Regions from separate parts of the Drosophila melanogaster genome. Here regions 2 and 3 are each linked to region 1. The links are chromatin contacts, called in public Hi-C and HiChIP or PLAC-seq maps. All regions are on one chromosome and are shown on one strand. Each heading gives the region's core, a stretch centred on a gene start, on an enhancer-like site or on the middle of the called end of the contact. The rest is flanking DNA. Distances are from core to core; before and after follow the strand shown. Region 1 holds the start of CG7457. Region 2 holds the start of CG32369. Region 3 holds the start of Urm1 (Ubiquitin-related modifier 1).

Region 1 (3,474 bases), core at 555-3,054:
ACAAGATCCACCACTCGTTATTCAGCGATAACGGCATTTTCAACTCGTCAAACAAGCACCACACCAAGGCCATACTTATTTACCTCAACGACGAAGAAAAGTGTCACCACTAAAGATCCCTTCGACCATCCATTTTTCCAGAAATTCAAGGCTAAGTTTGAGAAAACCACAACAACAACAAATCAAAAAGCTTCCACATTAGCTGTAAATCAAAATCAAACTACCATTAGTCCATATTATGCAAAATATCAGGAAAACAAGGTTAAAACGGGAGCAAAAACCGTGCTTTCTTACGACTTTGGTCAAAATAGGAACACTACAAGTAGGCCAAAAAGTGCCTTTGATGTATACCTGAATTGGAACAAAAACTAATGGGATTTCCATTAGTGTGACAGTTTCGAGAATTGTAAATAAACGGTATTGATCGATGTAACCAGCAATATGCTAAACTTAATGGCAGAATACTCATGCATAATTAATCCATAAGCCTTATAAATAGGATTTAGATAATAAAATAAAAATAAAAACCATGCGAATGCGAAATTTACGAAAATTAATTCAATTTCAGAGACTGGTTGGCGGGCAAAGCTGACAACGCGCCGAATGTCGTCAAGTGCGATTGAACCGTGGTCTTAAACAGCTTTGATTAATTTTTGACAACCAGTTTTGGCCAAATCTTGTTAGCACAAAAACCGAGTTAGCACATCAACAAAGCCAAAGAATACGTGTTTTGAATTTTTCCCAAAAATGTTCTTTCATTTCAGCAACTTGCATATTACTTTTTAGGCATAACGGTCTGGTTATATGTATTTGAAATTAGTCGAGTTATTTGAAAGAGTCGTTTTGAAAACGCCTAAAAGAATGCGCATTTCGTATTCACAGTGTTAATTACAAGCGCAGAAACCTTTAAGTTTTCTTAACTACACATCAAATCCATACTTGGTGAACTTAAACATATTTATATGGTTGCAAATTAAAATCAATTAATCTAAAAAAAAAGTTTAGAATATTCAGTTGTTGAATTTGGTTCTACCTTTTTTGGTGTCGGGTTACTTATTTTTGTAGTGACTTTTTCAGCGTGAAGCAATTAGAAGAATTATTATACATTTACAAATTTTTCTAATGCAGTTATAAAAGGCTTACTGTTATTTTTTCACTTTTATTTTAAAAAAAAGTTTAAAATGTTCACTTCAGAAGTTTAAAGTGGACTTCACAAACAAGAACCTCAATGAATACTGCTCACAAATGTGTTTATTGTCCAACATAAACTAAAAGCTGGGATCGACACACTCATAAGTGTATCATATACTGCAGAATGCCTAAATTTGGGATCAGGTTTTCTGGTTCTTAAGTTCTTTCCCAAAAAAGAGACCTGAAGACAAAACAAACCAACCGAAGCCTATGTATACCGAAGTCAATCATATGTGTGTATATGTATGTATATAGGTTTTTTCGTTGCCCGCTTAACAACTCCCTTAAAAAAGCTTTTGCGACTAGATTTGCAAGATATGTACATGTCCCTATTTGCAGTTTAAAGCTTTCGTAAGTTCGATTTTTACTTACAATTTGGCTTTTCTAATTCATGTTGGCTAGTAAATGGATAATAGATAATTTTCGAAAAAAGTATTATATTTTGAATGTATAAGTATTAGGCATATAATTCATATATACTCAATATAACGGTTAAACACTTAAATTTATTAAAATTGATCAATAACGACAATGTGACCATATTCTCTTTACAGGACATCGAATCAGAGAAATAATCGATTGTTGTATCGATCTCTACGAGCATCGATAGTATCGAAATGTTATTACTCATCGCTAGTTCCCGCCGATCGCAAAATATAATGTTTGGAATGTTGTGAAATTTATTGTATTGCTTATTCTTCTCCTTGTCCCTTTTTGTTTGTGCTGTTTAATGGAAGAGAAGCGCTACCTTAAGCGCAAGGAAAAGGCGCGCAGCGATGGTAATCGAGATCAGGTGGCAGTCAGTTGCAACCAGCTGGGCGACTTCTACAACCAGCAGGGCAAATACACCGATGCAGTCAGGGAATATGTCCAGGAGGCCCAGATATACGCCTCTATGGGCAAGGAACTGGAGACGGCCAAGGCCAAGAGGATGGTCGGCGAGATGTACACGCTGCTGTGCGACTACGATGCAGCAAAGGATCACATCAACGATTACCTGAGTGAGTTGTTGGTATTTCAGAAAAGGATCCCCTTGTAAATCCGCCAAATCTGTATTCCTAGAGATTGCGAAACGATTAAAGAATCAGGTGGAGGAACAGCGAGCCTATGCCACTTTGGGACGTGTTCATCTTCTGCACGGCCAGAGCCTGGCGGACAGTTCCGCTTCCGGATCAATGGAGCAACTTAAACTGGCCGAGAAGAACTTTCTTCGCAGCCTGCTGCTGATCAAAGAGTAGGTTGTCATCATTATGACGAAGATACAGGGTTGCATAACACAATTTTACAGCCTTTCAGGTCAGATTTCGAAGCTAGAGCAGTTGGATATGCAAGCTCGCTGCTACCTGAACATCGGCGTAGTTAAGGAGCACATGGAAGCTTTCCAAGAGTCCATTGAGTACATCGACAAAGCCATTAAGATCAGCAAAACACATGAGTTGTGGGACCTGACCCATTTGTGCTACATTTCAATGAGCTTGCTCTACATTTGCAAAAAGAACGACGCAACGGCTGCGCTTCGATTTTGCAATATGGCTTTGGAGGTGGCAAAGCGGTTTCCAAACAAGGTTAAGAAGATCTGCGAGACGCTTATCACCAAGGCAGAGATTCTTATTAAGGCAGGAGACTTTGCCAGCGCCAAGCAAATACTTACCAAGGCTTACAAGAAAAACACGCCGGATGAGAATGATCGTGTGAATATTGAGAAGCAGCTAAGAATCGTAGTCAAAGTCTGCCAGACACTAGATGAACTGGTACTTACCAGTTCCGTAGACTATGCCAAATTGAAGGGCCTGTACGAGAAACTCGGCGACGGTTGCTGTCATCTGATGAACTACGAGAAAGCTCTGACTTATTACCAAAAAATGTTAGAAAACGCTGAGCTCAATCAGGAAAGTGGCAAAAGCCTGGTGCCCATCTATGTGAGTCTCTATCAAACATACCGAGACAATGGACAGTTTGACAAGGCCTTGGAGTACCTGTGGAAAGAGTTTGAGCTAAACCAGGATGCTCCTTCAGAGGCGTTCACCACGCTCTGCACAATTGCCGAGATATGCGAGCAGCAGTCACATCCTTTTTGGACCGTTCACGATGTTTACCAGAAGGCTCTGCGACAAGCCGATAAGGCTGGGAGCTGCTCTGACAAGCTGGTAAAGATTGCTATGGTCAGACTGAGGCGGCTAATGCTGAAGCATAACATGCAAGTTCTTGTTGAAAATCTGGAGGCGGATGCAACAGCCAAGGGCATTGATCTGGATCAGGAAGAAAGCGTGGGCGACGATGAAG
Region 2 (3,069 bases), core at 231-2,730, 83 kb before region 1:
GCTTACAAAATAAACATTTCAAACATGAAACTCGCAGCTAATTTCCGTTGATGAACAACAAAAGCAGCGCCAACTATTTGAGAAATGGGAGCTGTATAACCGGTACACAGTCAAAATTTAATTATATAATTGTACATGGTATTAAAATATATGGTACTACTAAAATAACGTTAATTGCTAAACAATTAAAGATTATTGAGATTCTACAACTCAGAAATTTGAAAATATATATTAGAATAAATTTTGTTAATTTTAATATGTTTTAATCTGTAAACTTTCAAGCTTTGTTTTTTTTTTGAATGCAGGCTTAAACCAGACCCAGACCTGAGGCAAAGCAATTCGATTACTTCCCTATGGGGAAATGTTGCAATAAATGCGAGCAATGCTCAAACATAAGCGGACTCCACTCGCCCGCCCCGCATATTTTTATACTGTCCAAGACTTACGAAAGCGAAAAATGAGTTAACAACAACGGCCACTCAAAATGTTAATGGAAACGCAGCAGCAGCAGCAGCAGCAGCAGCATGAAAACTGGTAGTATGCAGGCAACCGCTAACAGACAACGTTGAACTTGAGCTTGAAATACAAGCCAAGCGGAGCCAAAAGAGAAAGACGGGAAGTAGGGGGAGGGGAAGCGATACGCGGTTGTTATAAGCCAAGTTTGTCGACAACTGCATTTGTTGATCAACCCAAATGAGGTCAACGCGTCGTATACGTAATTTGCGTTAAATGACAAAACAATATGTAATAGCCACACAACACTTACGAAACGCAGATATTCGATATTACAGACGAACTTTAACAACTCTGAGCTCTATCGGGATAGGAAATCTATAGCTTCAAAACCTGTTTAAGGATTATAAAATTAATACATCTTGTAATGACATGTCTGAGAATTAATCAACTTATATTTTCACAGTTTAATCTATTGTGTATTTTGTTATACAAATTTCGTTATTAATTTTATAAGTTATTTGAGTAAGCTTTTATTCTATTTTACATAATCTAAAAACTATATTTGCGTATTAAACAAAATTACAAAATTTTATATATGTAATTTAGTTTAAGTAACAGAAAATCGACCGTATCTGTTGTGATTATTGATGTTTGCTTGGTGTTTATATGGCTGTAGTCTGTTGAGTGGCGCCGGAAATGCGCATCATACGATAAATGACGCCCACTGGCAAACTAGCACCCCCAACACCACCCACTATCCCCCAACCCAATAGTTTTGCAAATCACCCACCGCAGCCCCCGCTGCCCCATCATTTTTCTTGGCGTCGCCTGTTGTGACAGTTGACGGTTTGCCGGCAAAAATTAAAAAAAAAAATAAAATGCCAGAGAGAGAAGTGCTAAACAAAGAGAGCTCAAGGCACAGACATCGATGACGCAACAGACACATCCACGGAGGCGTAAGAGAGTCGACCCCAAAAGAGAGCGCCAATTTTTCGCTCCAAGCCAACGACTGACTTTTCACAGCAGTCATTCGCTGTTGAACAGCGGCCGTGGCAAGTTCAGACAGCAGGGAGAGTTTGAAAAAAAAAACCAGGCCGTAATACAAATACAAAAAGCAAAATAATAAAAATTATACAAAAAAAAAGTATGAATAATAAAAAAGGCAAATAAAAAAGCAACAAAGTGGAGCGCACCCCATAAGCAAATCATCGCCGAGCCACTCGAACACGTTGCCGCCGTTGCTGCTGTTGTCGCTATTTCTTTCGCCCAGTGCGTTCGCTCTCTCTCTTTCTGTCTCGTCGCGTAACGTAAGCGTATTACAAAACAAACGCCAACGTAATCAAAGAAATAAATAAAATAAAATAAAGGTGCTCGCTCGCGTGTTTCTCGGTGTGAATAAATGAAATAAATAAATTAGTCACAAAATATAAAAAGGGGGTCCAAGTGCAGCCCCCCCCAAATTGCCGCACACCCTTTACGAGAAAGAAAGAAAAAAAGTTAACCCGTGTGTGCGGCGGGGTTACGTAAAGCCGACGGACAAGCGCCGTTCCAAGTTCTTACAAAACAAAAAAAAAAATATATATAAATATCAAACAACACATAACACGAGTGAATAGATTCCCCAATTCGATTTTTTCGCACGCGTGTGGCTATAAATTTTTGGCAAACAAAAATATATACAACTAAATACAACAACAAAATTTTAAATAAATTGCAAGAAGAAGAGGGAGAATTTCGTGTGTTAGTGTGTGTGTCTGTGTGTGATTCTTGAGCAACAGTACACGCCGCACCCCCCGCGAAAAACCTACCCTTTTTTGGGGAAAAACAAGGAGGCGCGGTTCAACAGCGACAGGTAATTCCATTTCTGCGCTCTCTTTGCCACTCTTTCGGGTTCTCTTTGTGTGTGTTACGACATCAAACCACATGCTATGCCTCTGTTTTCAATGTGAATGAACGCTCGACAAAGTTGCGTTTTCAAAGATTGGCACATTCAAGTCTCTCTCTTAGTTTTTCGCTCTTTGTCGGGGAAAACAGTTTTTCATTTGCTATCTGCAATGATTGTGAAAACAAAAAGTGCACTGCTTGAGTCTAGCGGAGGGAAAACTGCAGGGGCGGCTCTTACGTGTTGCCATATTTTTAAAGGCATTACTAAGCGTTTTTTCCGCGCTGCTTTGTTGACGTTCTGTGGCCAATTGAATTCGGCCTGCACTTGATAATCATTTATATTTAATGTGTGATAAAACTTCCGTGGAAAAATATATATCTTAACGATTTCGCGATAAATTAGCTCAGATAAGCAAAAAACAAATGGTGGAAAGAACGATTTGGGAATTTTAAAAGAAGTAAAATTAAGAAAATAAACAATTCAACCTCGTTAAATTATAGTTGACACAAATTTTATATACAAAGTTAAAGTATATAAAATATAACTGGTAAAAAAAAACGTCAGTTTTTTTCATTTTCATTTCATTCATTTTCCTTGAATCTGTCGCGTTGTCATCGCTTTCGTAATTCTCTGGTTAACAGTTTCCAATCCCCGATAATCTACTAAAGATTCGCCAATTTGTCGGGGTCACCACCCAATATTCGTCAGCTACCAAAGCGAGAAACTGG
Region 3 (3,294 bases), core at 324-2,823, 86 kb after region 1:
GTGAGTGTAAGTGAATTTTAATCGATGTATAAGTGTTAAATAATCAGCTCCTAATTGGTAAGTACAAGTGTAATTATTATTAATTTTTATTTTTGTATTTTTTAAAGAGAATCTTATCTTATAAGATTGTAATATTGGTCGGTTTAATGTAAATTAATTTTAGCTTAGAAATGTTAGAATTTTAGGATTTTAAATTTTTAATATTTGTTTTTAGTATCAATAAGTAAAAATAGTCAGTATCGATTTAAATTTCCGTTGTCAGTGCAATGTTGCCGTTTCCTGTTTCGGTATTCAAAAGGAGAGTTGGTATATTTTGAATAGACGTATCGTTTCTGGATTCTTTTAGCGCCCAAGTGTGGGCCACACTGCAACTCGTGTTATTTAACGTTCGGCAAAAACAGCTGTTTATTTCTACTGAAATAAGTAAATTACACCATGTTAGGCCTGCGAGCGATGCTGCCAAAAGGGAAACACTTTGCTGTTGTCCTGGGAAATGTCAGCCGTCAGATTACCCTGCCCCACAACTGCAGATGCATTACTAGTGCCTCATGGACAAGACCACAGCAGTCACAACCACAGAACTTCCAGCAAAACAGGTGGCTTTCGGTGAAGTCGACGAAAACTGAATCCGACGATGCACTGCAGCGGATCTACTATGGAACTCTTGCGCCACGCATGAAAATGGTCAAGTTCTTTTCGCTGAGCACCAGCTTAGCCGGCTTGGCCGCCCAGCCCATTCTTCTCGAGCAGGGAATGAAAATCGGAGGAACTGGAATGGCCGTATTCCTCTGCACCGTCGGTGGATTCTTCACCTTTGTGACTCCTCTGCTGCTGCACTTTATTACCAAGAAATACGTGACGGAGCTGCACTACAATCCACTAACGGAGGAGTACACGGCCACCACAATATCCCTGCTTCTGCAAAAAATCAAGGTGGGTAGAGCAAATTTAAAAGAGCTTGCCTTCAATGTACATATTATTTACCTTTTAGACTACTTTCCGACCAAATGATGTGGTCGTTCCGGAGGTTCCCGGCATGTTCACCTCTTTTCTGGTCAACAAACGACCTCTGTTTGTGGATCCAGCGCTTTTCGATGATCCCGAGCACTATGTTAAGATAATGGGTTACGACAAACCGATCGATTTCAAACTGGATCTGACTCCGAATCCTGAAAAGTCGAAAACGAGCGAGGAGAAGCAATAAAAAAAACGCTCTTTATGATAACGTGTTTTTTTTAATTTCATAAATTCACAACGAAATGTAAAATGTCTTCTTAGAGCACAGATCATAATATGCTAATGAAAACTTTACCTAGCGTTCCATTGGAATGCCACCTGTTTATGTTTCTCAATGGGAATAATTATAATGCTGAGTCCCCTCGTCGAAGGTGAATGGTAAAGGTAAATTTACGTACAAATTATAATTTCTTTCAAAATGCAATAATTTTTGGAAGTTTAGAGCATGTGGTTGCCAGACTTTTTAGAAATTAGGATTCTATATTTGGTATTATTTTTGAATGGTGGATTTTTTTGAAAAGCTTAGACGCGGTCACACATTTATTTACATCGAACATATGATGGGCACGCCGGAATTAAAAATCATATTAGAATTCAGGTATATAAAGCCTTGTTCGAATTATTATTTCCAATAAATGAGACAATTTGTAATTTAATTTCGTAGTGCAGGGGCGGAGTTACTATTTGGTAACATAAAACGCCGTGAATTGAACTTGGACGGTAAACAAAAATGTATGTTCTAAAAGATGTTTTAAACTTGAGTGAAATCGGTTATGAATTATATATATTTTAAAGGGACTATTGCTAATCTGCTTAAGTGGATGCATGCGAATATTTTAACGGAGCGTCCGGAACTTTTTCTTCAAGGAGATACTGTGTAAGTTTGGCTTAAACTATAAGGGATACATAGTCTATACTTTCTATTGTATGTTTTCAGGCGACCTGGAATTTTAGTACTCATAAATGATACAGACTGGGAATTGCTGGTAAGTAAGAGTACAGAATATGGAATTCTAAAAACTATAATTAACTCAACTTCTAGGGTGAACTGGACTACGAGCTGCAGCCCAACGACAATGTGTTGTTTATATCAACTTTACACGGTGGTTAAAAAACGTTCTGGAATCTAAATTATAGGAGAAAAGTTTATTTTTATACTACAACCCATTAAATTGTATTCAAAAAACAAACAAAAACAGTTTTTGACTGAATCAGAATTACGTCCCTTTACCAGAGGCAAAGGCCCACACGATGGTTCGGGTAGTAAAGTTTTCATCATATCATCTAGAGATTGTAAGCTAGCAGGTTTTCGCTATTTATAAAAGCACAGCATTGAACAAGCACTTGGGAATTGTAGGGAAGTTAAAAATAGAACAATCCAGATGCGGTTTGGCGGGTAATTCGAAGTAAGGACAACACGTTAGTTTTACATTGAAGCAACATTTATTGAATTTAAATTTTCGCTTAAAATTATTTATCGAGTTATTATGAAGTATAGATATATTTTTTTAATGTTCGTTTACGATTATTTTAACTATAGGCACTTAGGTTACATATCAACTAACTGTACGTAATGAAGTTCGATTCAGATATGTTGGGCATCGGCCACGCCCCTTTTTCGGGTGCTGCTCATGGCTCCCATCGATTTCTGTGTGTGTGTGGTGCGGATCGTTCGATTGTGTGGACTAAGAACTAGATATGTATGAAACTTGCTTCGACATTGACACGCTGAATTCAATAATTTCGACTGATTTTTCCGATAAACAAGGCAAAACGAAAAGCAGCGACTATGACAAATTAACGAAAACTAAAAATGTAATAAATAATAAATAACAAAAATAATGAAATAAAATTAGCGATCGAACGTAATACGATGATACTACATGGGATCCGATGAAACCGTTCTGCTAAAGCTATTAATGGGGATTTATACTATATCTAGATGCGATGCTCCAGGAGCTCCTCTATTTGCCGCTTTCCGGACTGGCGGACTCCGCTGCGTGGGCGTAGGATCGATATCGCCGCAGGATTACCGTGGATGCACTCGTCGTTGAAGCTCCGGATGCTCCAGTCGTTGATGTGGACCAACTGCTTCGGCTGCTCTCCGCCGCCGATTGTTCCTGATCCGGGGTAACGCACATGTCCGAGACAATGCCGCTCTCTGAATGGGGGGATATTTACACATATTGGATATTATATTTCGGATTCGAACAGGTGGCGCCAAAGCGCCAACAACATATAACATGGATCTAAAAACATGCAGCACACGGACAGGCA

Evidence for each region. A called contact is a pair of places that touch in the nucleus more often than the background predicts. HiChIP or PLAC-seq counts read pairs in DNA pulled down with a chosen protein or histone mark.
Region 2: a Hi-C map of the Kc167 cell line shows a contact between it and region 1, with 2.6 times the contacts expected there. The contact joins the promoter of CG32369 here to the promoter of CG7457 in region 1. A contact is called at or near these places in 5 of 107 Hi-C or Micro-C datasets (the Kc167 cell line, the OSC cell line, gastrula embryo and 1 more).
Region 3: an H3K27ac HiChIP or PLAC-seq map of the Kc167 cell line shows a contact between it and region 1, with 3 times the contacts expected there. The contact joins the promoter of Urm1 here to the promoter of CG7457 in region 1. A contact is called at or near these places in 8 of 107 Hi-C or Micro-C datasets (the Kc167 cell line, the ML-DmBG3-c2 cell line, the S2 cell line and 2 more) and 1 of 6 datasets of contacts at active chromatin or transcription factors (the Kc167 cell line).

The regions. Positions count from the first base shown.
Region 1 is chr3L:7,724,803-7,728,276 of dm6, reverse strand. CG7457 reads left to right here and starts at 1,804. Exons shown (of 5, transcript NM_001316447.1): 1 at 1,804-2,192; 2 at 2,254-2,425; 3 at 2,480-3,474. The coding sequence starts at 1,922. The region is part of intron 1 of CG32373; the gene reads right to left. CG8492 reads left to right here. Exons shown (of 1, transcript NM_139894.3): 1 at 1-473. The coding sequence ends at 372.
Region 2 is chr3L:7,808,236-7,811,304 of dm6, reverse strand. CG32369 reads left to right here and starts at 1,480. Exons shown (of 7, transcript NM_001259731.3): 1 at 1,480-2,308.
Region 3 is chr3L:7,638,725-7,642,018 of dm6, reverse strand. It overlaps Urm1 (Ubiquitin-related modifier 1), which reads left to right and starts at 1,573. Exons shown (of 5, transcript NM_206296.3): 1 at 1,573-1,615; 2 at 1,682-1,749; 3 at 1,813-1,894; 4 at 1,955-2,003; 5 at 2,060-2,208. The coding sequence starts at 1,578. The coding sequence ends at 2,128. It overlaps Pura (Puratrophin-1-like), which reads right to left. Exons shown (of 17, transcript NM_206294.3): 17 at 2,446-3,178. The coding sequence ends at 2,982. CG7506 reads left to right here and starts at 371. Exons shown (of 2, transcript NM_139887.5): 1 at 371-933; 2 at 992-1,221. The coding sequence starts at 436. The coding sequence ends at 1,204. snoRNA:Me18S-A1806 (a small nucleolar RNA gene) reads right to left here and starts at 2,302; the gene lies at 2,225-2,302.